2 separate regions of the Mus musculus genome follow, and region 2 is linked to region 1. A link is a contact called in public HiChIP or PLAC-seq data. All regions are on one chromosome and are shown on one strand. The core of a region is the stretch at or near the end of the contact, and the rest is flanking DNA. Distances in the headings are between cores, read along the strand shown. Region 1 overlaps Ano6 (anoctamin 6). Region 2 overlaps Ano6 (anoctamin 6).

Region 1 (6,943 bases), core at 3,047-5,546:
AACCAAAAAAAAAAAAAAAAAAAAAAAAAGAAAAAGAGAAAATTATTCTTTTTGGGAAGTCCAAAGGCAGAATAGGCTCAAAGTGACCCTCCATTTCTCCTCTTGGTTGGCCTTTCTCCTTCCTTGGCTCCACTGACTTAATTCAAATTGAATTTGTGCCCTGTCTGCCCTGGCTCTACCATGCCTATTCTCTAGGGGCAATGTGGGGCCATGAGCTGGGCACAGACAGCCTGATCCCCTGTTGAGCACAGGTCTTGAACCCTGTGACCTGGTGGGTGGTGACTTCCACCTACAAGGGACAGCAGGTGTTTGGCCATGACCCCTGGGACCCTGGTTCCTGTAGCAGCTACAGCCTCCCACAGCGGGGGGGGTGGGGGGGGGTGGGGGGGGTGGGGGTGGGGTGTGTGTGTGTGTGTGGGTGGGGTGGGGGGCAGGTGTGTGGCCATCAGTCATGTAGGCGATGCCCCAAGCTCCTGGTATTCTGTCTGGACTCCACCCCTACAGTTACCTGGCAACAACCAAGTAGGCCCAACCCACTACAAAAGGGACTGCTTATCCCCTCCCACCTCTCTTGCTCTTACTCTCTTTCTCTCTTGCTCCTGCCTCTCTTACTCTTGCCCTCTTGCTCCCCCTCACTCCGCCTTCCCTTCCCCCTCTCTCCACGTGGCCACGGCCCTCCTCTGCTTCTCTACTCTTCTCCCTCTCTCTGCCTTTATACAATAACCGCCTTAAGCTGGGCGTGGTGGTGCACGCCTTTAATCCTAGCACTTGGGAGGCAGAGGCAGGTGGATTTCTGAGTTCGAGGCCAGCCTGGTCTACAAAGTGAGTTCTAGGACAGCCAGGGCTACACAGAGAAACCCTGTCTCGAAAACAAAACAAAACAACAAAAATAAACGCCTTAAAACCATGGACTGCCTCTTCTCATCGGGATCTGTCATGCTGGCGCAATGGAACAGAGCCCTGCCTGCGCTCTCCAGCCAACTCAACTGAGCCACCGAACAAGCCTAGGACTCTTGTCCCTGTGGTAACCAGCTGGAGCCCTCTCCTGCCTTTTTCTCTTCGCCCTGGGCCAGAGTCCAACCGCGGGCCCACACTCTGGGAGGTTCCTAGCTCTTCCAAGGCATCTGTGGTGCCCAAGAGTGAGAACCTGCCAGTCTCGCCCTCTGTGCAGGCTGGGAGGCTCCCCCACACCCCGCAAGCAGCTCCCGGAAGTTCCTCAGGGACCTCAGACTGGTCCTAGCCCTGTGATGAGCTGGACGCGGAAGCCCATTTTGACCCACAGGGCAATGCTGTGCACATCCCTGCTCTAGGGTACATCAGGACTCCCTGTCTGTTCTCCTGTGGCCCCATTCCTTCTGCCCCAGGATCCCGGGCTTCCGATAAGCATTTGGTGACTGACTGCTCACAGTGCAGCCTATTACCTTCACTCCTTCAGCCACACATCCCCGCTGGTTCTCTCTAAGGCACTCACTGTCCCCTTACAGTGTTCCATTTCCTCTTCCTCCTCATACCTTCACACCGCTTGGTGCTCTCAGCGGAACACCAGATCCCTTTAATTCTTCCTTCTCTGGTTTCTCAGCCAGGCTCCTGGCTTGCTCCAAGCGACCACATGTTTCTAGGCCCGCAGAGGGACGACATCGTTGTTTGCATCTCGTTTTGCTGACCTAGTCTTCCCAAATGGCACCCCTTTCCACTCCATTTTCAGATTTATTTGTCCAGAGCAGGTATATGAAATGTCACCCTCCAGGTCTTTTGGGAGGAGAAGGACAGATTGTCCTGAGAACATGAACAGACTTGTGTGGGAGAATGATGTAAGCAAGAGCTCACGTCCCAGGGTTATTAGCGTGCTAATCAGGATCCCAAAGGGACACCTCTCAGAAAACTGGAAAAATAAATTAATTTTTTTCTATAAATCAAGCAAGTGGGAAAAAAAAGAAAGAAAGAAAAGAAAGAAAAGAAAAGAAGAGAAAGGAAGGAAGGAAGGAAGGAAGGAAGGAAGGAAGGGAGTTTTGAGATGAAAACTGTTAAACTCTGCTTGGTTCAGCTGCATGTGAATTATATGGTCTTAGTGCCAAGCATCACCCATTATGATGGTTTGTGTATGCTTGGCTCAGGGAGTGGCACTCTTAGGAGGTGTGGCATGGTTGGAGTAGGTGTGTCACTGTGGGCATGGGCTTTAAGACCCTCATCCTAGCTGCCTGGAAGTCAGTGTTGTGGTAGCAGCCTTCAGGTGAAGATGTAGAACTTTCAGCTCCTCCTGCACCATGCCTGCCTGGATGCCGCCATGTTCCAGTCTTGATGATAATGGACTGAACCTCTGCACCTGTAAGCCAGCCCCGATTAAATGTTGTCCTTATAAGAGTTGCCTTGGTCATGGTGTCTGTTCACAGTGGTAAAACCATAATTATCTTTCAAAAGGATCATGATTAATAGTGGTCATTAAATGATTTCATATTCAGCACAGGGTCTGGTACATAGCAAACATAAGACATTTTAGTAAGATAGAAACACCACTCGTCACATGTGCAGGTGTGCATGTTTATAAAGTACATAAAGACGAAAGGCTGGTGCTCATCTACGTACAGTGAGGTCGAGATTGCTTATTTATTCTTTCCATTACTTTACTAAGTAAAAACAAGAAACGAGCAAAGCCATCTTCCAGAGGATAAAGCCACCGCCCTGTATGTTTCATCCCATGATTCTCTTTCTCGCCTGCTCCCTCTTTAACTCTTGGTTCCCAAACCTTCTGACTTGTACCATGTTCCTCGTTCACGCCGGCTTCTGACTGCCCTTGCTGTCCATCCTTGTGTCTAGGTTGTTGCCATGGCTCCTTTAAGGTTTATGGTGACATCACTTGTCCCAGCAGGTTGAGTGTTAGGGACATGTATATTAAAAGTGTCTGATTCATATTTGTTTACCTCAGTGGAGTGCTTTCCTCCTGAGTGGGGACTTTACTAGAAGCTGAAAATGGAACGTGATTTAGTTGCTGAGCACGCATGCCCTCCACGCTGCTGACAGTCCTAACAGAGGGAAAGGGGCATGTGACTTCTCGAGGGTAGGAAGTGCCATGGGATCCCTGGTACAGGGGCTACTGAAGGAGAAAAGGAAGTGGTGCCTCTTGGAGGAGGGGCTTGGGAGCGTGTAAGTGTTGCGTTATTTCTGTCCGACAGGATAGTCAAAGTACTGACTATCTGTTTCCCGAACAGATAGCACAAAGGCAGGTAGAAGTTCCCAGCATGGGGGCTGGTGAGATGGCTCAGTGGGTAAGAGCACCCGACTGCTCTTCCGAAGGTCCGGAGTTCAAATCCCAGCAACCACATGGTGGCTCACAACCATCTGTAACAAGATCTGATGCCCTCTTCTGGTGTGGCTGAAGACAGCTACAATGTACTTACATATAATAAATAAATAAATAAATAAATAAGTTCCCAGCAGTTTTACAGGGAACCAAGGCAGGTCGTGGGAGGATGGGCTGGCAGTCAGAAGGTGGGGGGCTGAGCTTGAGGTGGGTTCTTCTTGGTGCTTGGCATGTGGCAGTCACCCAGAAATGTTCAGACTGCAGAGTATTCCTCCTCCTGGTATGTATGGTGGGCTTAGGGGTTCGGGATTCTCAGAGCTTCTAGATAATTCTTTCTACGTGTTTCTGCTTTTGAGGTTTTCTTTTCCCCCTAGGGAAAGGGGTTTCGGATTTTATCAGATCCTGCTAAAGGATCATGTGTGAAAAGCTGAGAGCCATAGTTTTTGAAAAACAAAACAAAAACAAAAGAAAAACAAAAATTCAAGAGAGTGTGCATGTGCACACTCACACATGCATGTACACACACACACATACACTCTCACACATACACTAAATGGATGAGGACAGCGACAGAGTACAGAAATGGTTTGAAGATGCTTTGACTCTGGCTGAGCTTGGCAGGGATGTCCTTGGCGCCCACAGGACAGGCCCTTACCGGCTAGAACCCCACAGGGACTAGTCACTGTCATGCTCTGGAAGTTGGCTCCAGATACTCTTTCCAGATCCTCCTAGCAGGCTGGTTTCTGCCTCTTTGGTTCTTCTCTGACACCTCTCTAGGGCAAGAAACATGGGTTTGAAAGACTGGAGAGAGAATGGAAGTGCCCCATGCTTTGTTCCGAGGTAAGGAGAGCAGGCAAGTAGGTATTACAAGCGTGGTTCCGTGGTGCCCGTTTTCCAGCAGTAAAGAAGGAGTCAGCATGAACTGAACCCTCTCAGAGGCAGAGTCAGTCCCATTCCTTCATACCCAGCAGCCCATAGAGAGATGCTGAACTACCCAGCCCTCAAGATCCTGCCCAGGCAGATTCCTCACCCTCAGTGCAGAATAACCCTCTGCATCCCTTTGTTCTAGTGCAGCGGTTCTCAACCTGTGGGCCAGGACCCCTTGTGGGCGTCACATATCAGATATCCTGCATATCATATAATTACATTACAATTCATCACAGCCGCAAAATTACAGTTGTGAAATAGCAATGGAAATAATTTTACGATTGGGGCACACCCTAACATGAGGAGCTGCACTGAAGGGTCACAGCCTTAGGTAGGTTCACAATCATTGTTCTACAACGTGATGGACCCCGGCAAAGTTGTTTGTATTTTCTCTTTCATCAGGCAAGCCTGGCTTATTGCTGATATGCATGCTTATGAATTTGAGCTCCCCAGCCCTAAGGTAGCGAGTTCAGCTTGTGTAGTTTATTGTGCACAAAGGAAATTCCCAACGGCTGACTGTTCTCTGGTATTCATGGCTTAGTAAGGCAGAGTGTGTTTTTTTATGGGAAGGAGGTTGATCTTAGCAAAGATAGGAGCTGCCTTTCTACAGGGAGGGTTTTGTTTGGTGTTGATCTGATGCAACGTTTGATGCTATCAGCTCCCTAAGACATGTGGGTAACTTCAAGTTTGCATGTAGATCAACGGTCATGGAACAGACACAGTGCCCATTGTTGGTCACACTGGACCTCTGGGTTCTCTTGGGAGCACCATAGTCACTCAGAATCAGTTTTTTTTTTCCCCCCAAAGCTTGGGAGCTAGCCTGGTAGTGTGTTCATCCTTGTCAGGGTAACAGACCTTTCTGAGGACTCTGAGGACCCACTGCAGTTAAGGAATGCAAGATTTCAAAAGAGGATTATCAAAAAAGGAAATGCAAGCGTCTTGATGGTTTCTCTGGTATATGAGGTCACTGACAAATAGTGATGAATAGTTTTCTATTATTGAGGAACAAAGAGTAGGAAAATTCTCGTGAACTTTATTACAAGGTCCTCACTGGGGTCAGTGAGAAAGTACATTTTCCTGTGCTTCTGTCACCGCGCCTGTTAACACTAACACTTTTAGCATTTCACTGTTGGTTTTTGTTTGTTTGTTTGTTTGTTTGATTTTTATTAGACACTTTGAACAGGAAATGGACGGAAGCTCATGGTATGGATTGATCACCTGTTGAGAGCAGACTCAGAACCTTCCATCCTGTTAAATATTCAGGAGGGAAGCATGATTGTCCCCACTTGTGGGGTCACTAAGACAGGGAGTGTTTTCATGGCATGTGTGATAATGGCAGTCCTTTCGGTGTGGCATCTGCCTGAGTTTGTGCGACTCTGATCGCCTTGCTTCTAGATCTTCCACAATGGTGAGTCTGGTGTTTCCTTCAGGTCACCTCCACATCTTGTCCCAGGTTCCTGTCCTGAAGACATTCACTGTCTCTTGAGAACAACTGTTCACGATCCAGTCAGTCACTTGTATGTCCAGAGCAAGCCCATCAGTTGTGACACTAAGGCTGGCGGAGGCATGTCTAGTGGTGCAACAGATCTGAGCCGCATGCTTTCTTGCCAGAGAGAAAAAGAAAAACAAAAGCAAGCAAAACATTACCTTATAATAAAGATAAAACTTTTAACTCACGAGTTTGGGCTGCCACAGGGATGGCGAGCACCCAACAGTGATAGGCTGCATGAATAGTCCACCAGGTAAATTGACTTTGATCCGCATTTAACCTGCTGGTGATAAGCCTGGCATCTCCTGCTCTGGCTATACCACACCCCTTTGTATTTGCAAGGGTTGATTATGTGAGCAGTTCTAGAGAATTTGGAAACCATGGAGAACTGCAACAAACAAGCAACAAAGAAGCTGGAAAATCGCAACAGACAAGCTCACCCGGCTACATTGCCTCCCAAACACAAGCCCTGGAAAAGCTTCGGCAAGCCGCTTCCCTGCCCTTTCAAAGGGACGTTTGTAGCTTTATGCGGTTCAGACATAGACTCTTTTTCACTTGCCTTGCTGACAAACGGTCCTTCCTCTCACTGTATTTCTTTCATTGTGGTAATATGTACATAACATTTATCATTTTAACCTTTTTCTAATTTTCCCTAGCACTAAGTGTACTCAGTTATTCAGCCATCAACGTTATTAATTTCTGGAACTTTTCATTATGTATTCTATACCTATAAAATATATATCACAAATCACACTGAATAGCTGAGTAATATTCTGTCACATGCATTTATTGTATCCTGTTTACCTGCAAACACATAGTAGAGTCTTTTTTTGTGTTCACTGCCAGACTTTATGTCTAAGGGAGTAAACAAAATGCGGTCCAGGGGTCGGTCAGGGCTGGAGAGGTGATGGCTCAGCAGTGAAGGGCACTCACTGGCTGCTCTTGTAGGGGAACTGGGTTGGGTTCCAAGCACCCCCATGGTGGCTCACAACTGAGTTTCCAGGGACCTGATGCCCTCTTCTGGCTTCCTTGGGCACCTGGCATGCATATGATGCATAGACACAAATGTAGGTAAAACATTTGTAAATGTAAAAAGGAATAATGTTAAAAGTATTAAAAATATGGTGTGTGTTCTACAAGACTTTAGAACTCTAGGAGGAAGTGGCCAGCGTCAGTCCTGGGGTGCTGTCAGCACAGGGACTGTGGGAGCTTATAAACGAGGGGAATTT
Region 2 (6,943 bases), core at 1,201-3,700, 110 kb after region 1:
CACACTGTCAGCCTAATTGATTTCTATACTTAACTAAGATTAAAGAGGATTTAACTGCCTGTCCCTTGAGCCAAGGCAGTGCCCAGACTGAACTAGAAGACTGTGCAGTGATTAGTAAGACTCAAGGAAGCCGCTGGCTGATGGCTTTGGACAGATGAATCACAGGCAGTTGTTAGCGCATTTCCCCAAGGCTCTGCACCCAAGCAGTAGCCGTGTACCCACGAAGCCACAGTGGAAGGTCTGCTCTGAAGACATCCATTACACTTCCCTCCCCTCGCCACTTCATTCCTTCGGCTCTACCTACAGTACCTTAGCTGAGGACTTTCAAGTGTCTTTCATTGTTCGGGGTGGGGGTTGGGGTGTGTGTGTGGTGGTCTTTGGTTCTGTCATGTTTCCTAAAGGATTTCTTGAATCTTGTGGGAGCCATTTACAAAGCGAAGGACACATAGATAAGAATCGGAGAGAAAGGATGAAAGGGGTGGGGTAAGGGTGAGTGGGGTGGGGTAAGGATGAGAGGAGCGGGGCAAGGATGAGAGGGGCGGGGCAGGAAAGATGTTTCTGATTTCTTCCATCCTTATTACATTGATTCACTTACTGATTTCTGCCTCTCCTCTGAAGAGCTGTTCACTTGTGACTCCAATAAAATGCTGACTTGGGGCTGCTCTTAATGTAGCCTCTGGACCACTGTGCCAGCTCAGCTGCCCATCAAGATAAGCTAGGCTTCTAAGCAAGCCTGTACCTTACCATCTCCCCTACTCCTGCTTCCAAAGGGCTCTCGGGACAAAGCAGAGAGAGGCCACATATCTACTTAGTAGCATGGCAGATTCATCTATGCCCAATCTTGCCCTGGGGTACCAGGCACATCCCTCACTGGGAACTAGGCAGTTGGCCTGACTTGTATCAATTCCAAAATGGGAGTGACAGTGGATGGGGTCTTGAGGAAGGAGATTTCACATGTGGGATATTTCTCACGGCACTTTGTGTGAAGCTATTTGCTGTAAATGGTTGAAGGACATTTCAGAGCAATGGGTCCCCAAAGGCAAAGAGAAAAGATACAGAAAGCATCATTGGTGGGACATCCAGGCATAACAAGTATATCTTCCTTCACCTGGAGATTTTTCTTTTTAAAGAGGGGTTGTCTCCTGAAACCATTTAGAATCATGCTGTTCGGGTAAAGTTCACATGGATGAGGGAGGCACTTGTGCCTGCTATGGAAACCCTGAGGATAAGAATGTAACTAGATACATAGTTTCTGATCATAACTAGATAGTTTCTAATGAAAATAAACAATGACTGTGTTCGTGAAAATGACACAGCTTTGAATATAAAAGGCAACTGAAACAAAGAAACCTATCTCGGCAGAGTACACTTCCCACTTAGAAACACCTTTGAATGTCACAGTTGTAGAAGTTCCCCTGGATCCTCTTCATGGCCCCCTTATCCCCTTTACTCTTCCCATGGCCTCTGGTAAAACAGGCAGACAGAACCCACTGCTCCCACTTAGCCATTAACTTTGTGAGTCCTTCCTTAAGGAAGTTTTTAAGTGCTCACAAATGAAAAGATGGTAACTGTGATGGTTTGTATATACTTGGCCCAGGAAGTGGCATTGTTTGAAAGTGTGGCCTTGCTGGAGTAGGTGTGTCACTGTAGGTGTGGGTTTTAAGTCCCTCATCCTAGCTGCCTGAAAGCTATTTTTCTCTTAGCAGCCTTCAGATAAAGATGTAGAACTCTCAGCTCCACCTATACCATGCCTGCCTGGATGCTGTCATGATAATGGACTGAACCTCTGAACCTGCAAGCCAGTCCTAATTAAATGTTTTCCTTAGAAGACTTGCCTAGGTCATGGCATCTGTTCACATCAGTAAAACCCTAACTATGACAGAAGTCAATTAGATTTTTTTACCCAGCCAGTCATAAAGGCAGGCAGCTAGGCTATGTATCCATCACCAAAGAGGTGGAGTTTGGCAGCCGTGGTAGCTCCGCCTCAGTGAGACAGTAATCCTTTCTGGTAATTGTACCAGTGCCATCAGCAGAAGCACCTGCATTGCCTTGATCCCACTGAAAATCCTCATCATCGCTTACAGATGCAAAGCCTTCCTCGGGTGGGTGGAAGCAGAAGGCTCCTGGAGGAGAGCCATCACTACATAAACTCAGCTTTGTATTTTTTTTTTAATAAGGAAAGGAATATTTCTGGAATTTATCCTCTGAGGGGACTGAGACACTGATAAGAGGCAAACCATAAACTTACTTAGAGGGCACTGGATCCTTAGAGCCGTTCGCTACGTTCTCCCACTCACTCTGACAGCTCATAAAAGAGGCTTTAACGGCCTGCAATCTTAGCAGATGTGCCTAGTCCTTTATCGCCGTGTGGGAAGATTCCACTGGAAAATGTACTCAAGGCTCAGACGGCGAAAGCTGTTTGCTTTTAAAATGCGAGAAATTCCATCTGTGGGTATGTCATACGTGTGGTGATTGTTAAACCAGCATTGGGCTCAGCAAACACTGCAGGCTGCAGAGTGTACGAAGTGTTACGTATTTGCTGAATTTCTGATAAGTGAGGAATTGATTTATTTATGCCTTGCTGCTCTGTTTTCCAGAAATTGTGCATCTTTGACAGTTTTGGAACCCTGATCTTCGCTGTATTTATGGGAGTGTGGGGTAAGTTACTTTCAGTTTTCTCTCAGTTTGATGGTGTCTGTGCAATTTTGTGTAAGCTATTAAATTCATGTACTTTTAGGACCATGTTCTGGCTGAACCTCCATTCCTCCAGAGCTTTGCTGGTAGTTGTCATTCGATTTTACTGTATGAAAATTTACCTCAGAGATCCATGGCTTCAACCACACACGGTTTCATTCTTTTTTGTTTTTGTTTTTTTGTTTTTCTTCTCTCAGTTCCCTGAGTCACACATGGCCTGATCTCTGTGGTGAGCCATTGGCTTCTCTGTAAAGAGGTGATATAGCAGTAAGAAGCCTGGCCTGGTCTGTGGGGTTCCAAATGGTGTCACCCTCAAATTATCTAGCCTAGGATTCTGTATGGGTCTTCAGAGATACAAAAGGACGCAAAGGACCACAGACCTCAATGGGTTTGGCATTAAGGTTATTATTGACATTTATTCTTTGAGAATGTCATACAATTAAATCTGGTCATATCCACCCCCTGCTTCATGTCTCAAGTTGCCCCCGATCCTCCCCACTGCGTCTTCCTCTCAACTTCATGTTCTCCTTGTCTATTCTGAAATAGCTCACTAAGCCCAGTTGGCGCTGCCGGGGTGTGCATGGGCTCTTGGCCAGCTTCTGGAGCCTAGGCAACCCTACCTCTGGCCAACCCTCCAGAGGAGAATGTGTCTCCTTCCCCAGGCAGCTGCTGAATGCCAGCAGCTCCTCCAGTAGAGATGACTTTTGTGAGCTCACCCCTAGTCTATGTTGTAATTTGGATTGGCTTATTGTGGGCAGGTCTGGTGCAGGTAACCATGGCTACTATGAGTCTGTGTGTATAGCAGCCATGCCTTATCCAGAAGATAATATTTCATGGTACTCTTCCCTGTCCTCGAACCATTAAATTCCTCCCCTCCCGATCCCCCTCTCCTCTCCCTCCTCTCTCCTCCTCCCCTTCCTCCCAGTCCTCCCCCTCCTCCTCTGCAGTGATACCTGAGCCTTGGCAGGGGTCTGGTAAGAGATGTCCCATTTAGGGCTGAGCACAGGGAAGCAGCTTTACCGACATGGAGAGCATCCTAGAACTATGGGTTTAAATTAAATGCTCAGACAGCTTGGCTGCATGGCCATTTAGCAAAGTCCCAACAGTAGGTCCCACCTTAGGGATTATGATCGCCTCAGGTCTGGGCTCTTAGCTCGGCTTAGAGTACCAGGCCTGACTTCTGTCCTGTGCAGCACACCCCAAATCCAATCAGAAGGCAACTGGCTACCCTATAAAAGTCATGCCACAACTGCACCCTGGGTACCCACAAGTGCAACAGCGACATTGGGCCCATGATTATAGTATTTGCTAATGTCCTGGCAGCTGAAGCAGCAAGGCAGGCATCCGAGCCTGAGGGATGGAGTGGAGGAAAGGACCCAGGGGTGTGAGTCACTGGAGGCCATCACTGTTGTTTCGGTGTCCGTCGTCTCAAATGCTAAGAACCAGAGCTCCTCTTTCCCCTGCCCCTCCCCCTCTCCTTTGACTAGACAATCACAGGAACCTCGTTAGTCCCCAAATACAAAATCTACAATAATCCAAAATCCCAGTGTTAGTGTAAATCAGCGCTCAGCATGTTTCCATATTCCAGGTTGGTAGATAAGGAATGCTTATTCTTAGACTATAACAGTCCCCACAGTTAGAATTCAGCCTGGGGCAGGGGCAGCAGTGAGGAACAGGAGAATGCCCGTGAGCTTGCTTCTTTTTATAGTTTTATAGGATCGGAAAGTTTTTAAGTATATTTCACTGTGGTAATAATAGCCAGTTCTCTGTAATAGAAAAGATGCGATCTTGACGCGTAAGTTCTGCCTAGAAACTGGATGTTGTTTGTCCCTTTTAACGTGGGTAGCATCAGTAATATAGCGAGGAAAGCATTTCATTTAAAAGCAGATGTCTGAGTGTTTGATTGGCGTAAATACTCTAACGTAGAGGAAAATGTCCCACCATCAAGGATACATGCATTCGATTTCCACTTGTGTCTTGTGCATTGAGATCAGCAATGTCAGGTCACAGGAAAGTGTGGGGAAGAAACCAGGCCACACCTCTCAGCTTGAAAGGCAAGTCTTTAGTGTGTGCACACACACAGAGTTGGGGATTGGGGTTCCTTGCAGGGCAGGTGGTGGCTTTACCTGTGAAGGGCCACCGAATGGTACATTGTACCCTTAAGAGATACATTGTACCCATGTGCTGGGTGGTATAGAGAGAATCTTACACATCTGGATGGATGTTATACCTGTCAATAATAAATCTGACCACTTGTAGCCTAGGTAGGAAATAGAAGGTGGGAGGGACACCTGGGAGGCAGAAAGAATTCTGGGATAGCACAGGCAGAAGATCAGCCTGGGAAGATGTGACAAGACAGGTGCAGGGTACCTGAGCACAGTTAACCAACCAGCCATGTGGCAGAATGTAGGTTAAATTAATTAGGGTATTTTAGTTTTGATCTAGTTAGAGCCTAGCTATATGGCCAAGGTATTTATAGATATATTTTTGAGTCTGAGTCTTTATTTCTGGGATCACGGGACTGGGAGTAAGAACTGGGCCTAACTTCTACAGGGTGGTGGTGGCTGGCACACGCCTTTGAATCCAGCACTCTGGAGGCAGAGGCAGGTGAATCTCTGAGTTCTCTGAGTTCGAGGCCAGCCTGGTCTACAGAGCAAGTTCCAAGACAGCCAGGGCTACACAGAAAAACCCTGTCTCAAAAAAAAAAAAACTATAAATAAATAGCAAACCAACCTCTGAGTGGCAAGGAGAGAGGGAGAGAGAAAAGACTGACCTGTGGATACTGTTCAGGGACACCGAAATCTAAGGTGACCACACTTACCCAGTAAGAGGCCCTGTCCTTCAGACACTTGGCATGTTTTACTGGAAACCATGCACTGAGAGATATGGCACAGAAGCATAGAGCAGGCAGGGGGTGCAGCTCAGCAGGAGGATGCTTGCCTACCGTGCCTACCATGAGTGACGCTTTGGGTCAGATCCATGTATTAGGACCCTCTGTGTTGCCCTCCACTGTTGTAAATACATCACCTTCCTCCAGTAGTAGCCAGGGAGCTACGCACGTAGGTCAGTACTCTTAATGTTGTGTGAGCCACAGCTTGTGATCTCTACAGCTCTAACAGAAGACATTTTAAGTAAAAGGAAAAAATATATATTAATTTTGATGAAGGAAGGACAAAGCCCAAATTTCCCTAAGTTTCCTCTCTCTGATCGTTAACTGCACCCTGGTTGTAGAACTGTCATGCATCAGGCTGTCTGCCAATCCTGTCTGACTTTAGGATGCAGAAAGCGTCTCTGCTTTTTGCTTGTGGTATCGTATGTACATCTTTAAGGATATCCATCTGATGAACTCTCTAAGTGCTTTACAGCAGTTTCCTCATTACTTCTGCCTTCTGAGGACTACTGCTGTGAACCTCATTACAGAAAAGTCTGAAATTGCAGAGTCGAGGCGGCAGGAGGCTCTGAAGTCATTGCTAGCCTCTGCCAATCCTGTGGCAGCTCCTCCCGCACAGCGTATCTGGCACGGACTAATTCTCCGTTCTCTAGATGGAAATGGTAAACGTTGAGGGCGGAAAAGCTTTTATAATCTTATATAGTACTAATCACATACATACCTAGAAATAGCCCGCATTTAGGCTGCACCAACCTGGGAGATTTGGGGGAATTCGTGGGATCCTAAGCACAAGCTGTGGTTAAAACAAAGATTCTGAACACATCCCAACCTCATTTCTCCTTCCCTGACTTTCCCTGGCTTAGACATGTGGTCATACAATACCATTTTTTAATGATCACATTTAAGGGAGAGTTTTAAACAAGGTGTAGTGATTTCTGGGAAAGATCCATGGACTCAGAAAGCGCAGCACCCACACTTGGGAATCAAGAAACTGGTCCCTGGGCCGGAGATGTTCCGGATGCTCTCGCTTCTGTCTCTGTTTCAGGGACATACAACCATGGCTAATGAGCATTTTAAGTCATTTCTAGTACCCCAGTGCAAGAGAGTCTGGGTTAGGAAGGTGGAATGGGGCGAGAAAGCCGATTTACCATATAGAACATTGTACATAACGGCATCTGAAGAGTTTTAAGACTCATGGCAGAGTCTGAATGCATCCACCTATCAGAGTTTATGTCTTGCCCTTTTATGTTACAGAATGTAACACTATACCACGCTCAACAATTTGGTTTTTGTGTGTGTGTGTGTGTGTGTGTGTGTGTGTTTGGGCATCTTTATCCAATACATACTTTCTTAGATAGA

The links. HiChIP or PLAC-seq counts read pairs in DNA pulled down with a chosen protein or histone mark.
Region 2: an H3K27ac HiChIP or PLAC-seq map of embryonic fibroblasts shows a contact between it and region 1, with 12 read pairs. The contact joins two enhancer-like sites. A contact is called at or near these places in 3 of 39 promoter capture datasets (the C10 cell line and the HPC-7 cell line), 4 of 484 Hi-C or Micro-C datasets (the N1E-115 cell line, Sertoli cells, pre-B cells and 1 more), 4 of 115 datasets of contacts at active chromatin or transcription factors (the 230-238 cell line, embryonic fibroblasts, embryonic stem cells and 1 more) and 5 of 9 other capture datasets (adipose tissue, embryonic stem cells, embryonic tail and 2 more).

Annotation. Positions count from the first base shown.
Region 1 is chr15:95,819,220-95,826,162 of GRCm38.p6, forward strand. All of the region lies in intron 1 of Ano6 (anoctamin 6), which reads left to right. Gm17546 (predicted gene, 17546) reads right to left here. Exons shown (of 2, transcript NR_155277.1): 2 at 5,240-5,824. Among named protein-coding and RNA genes, the nearest start is that of Gm17546, 7.4 kb to the right of the region's middle. Within about 2 kb of position 4,297, at least 76 of the 459 cell types and tissues checked have an H3K27ac peak or open chromatin away from gene starts, as enhancers often do. A contact at or near this core is called in adipose tissue and embryonic fibroblasts, where this site is marked.
Region 2 is chr15:95,929,186-95,936,128 of GRCm38.p6, forward strand. Ano6 (anoctamin 6) reads left to right here. Exons shown (of 20, transcript NM_175344.4): 10 at 2,598-2,658. Among named protein-coding and RNA genes, the nearest start is that of Gm41389, 21 kb to the left of the region's middle. Within about 2 kb of position 2,451, at least 90 of the 459 cell types and tissues checked have an H3K27ac peak or open chromatin away from gene starts, as enhancers often do. A contact at or near this core is called in adipose tissue and embryonic fibroblasts, where this site is marked.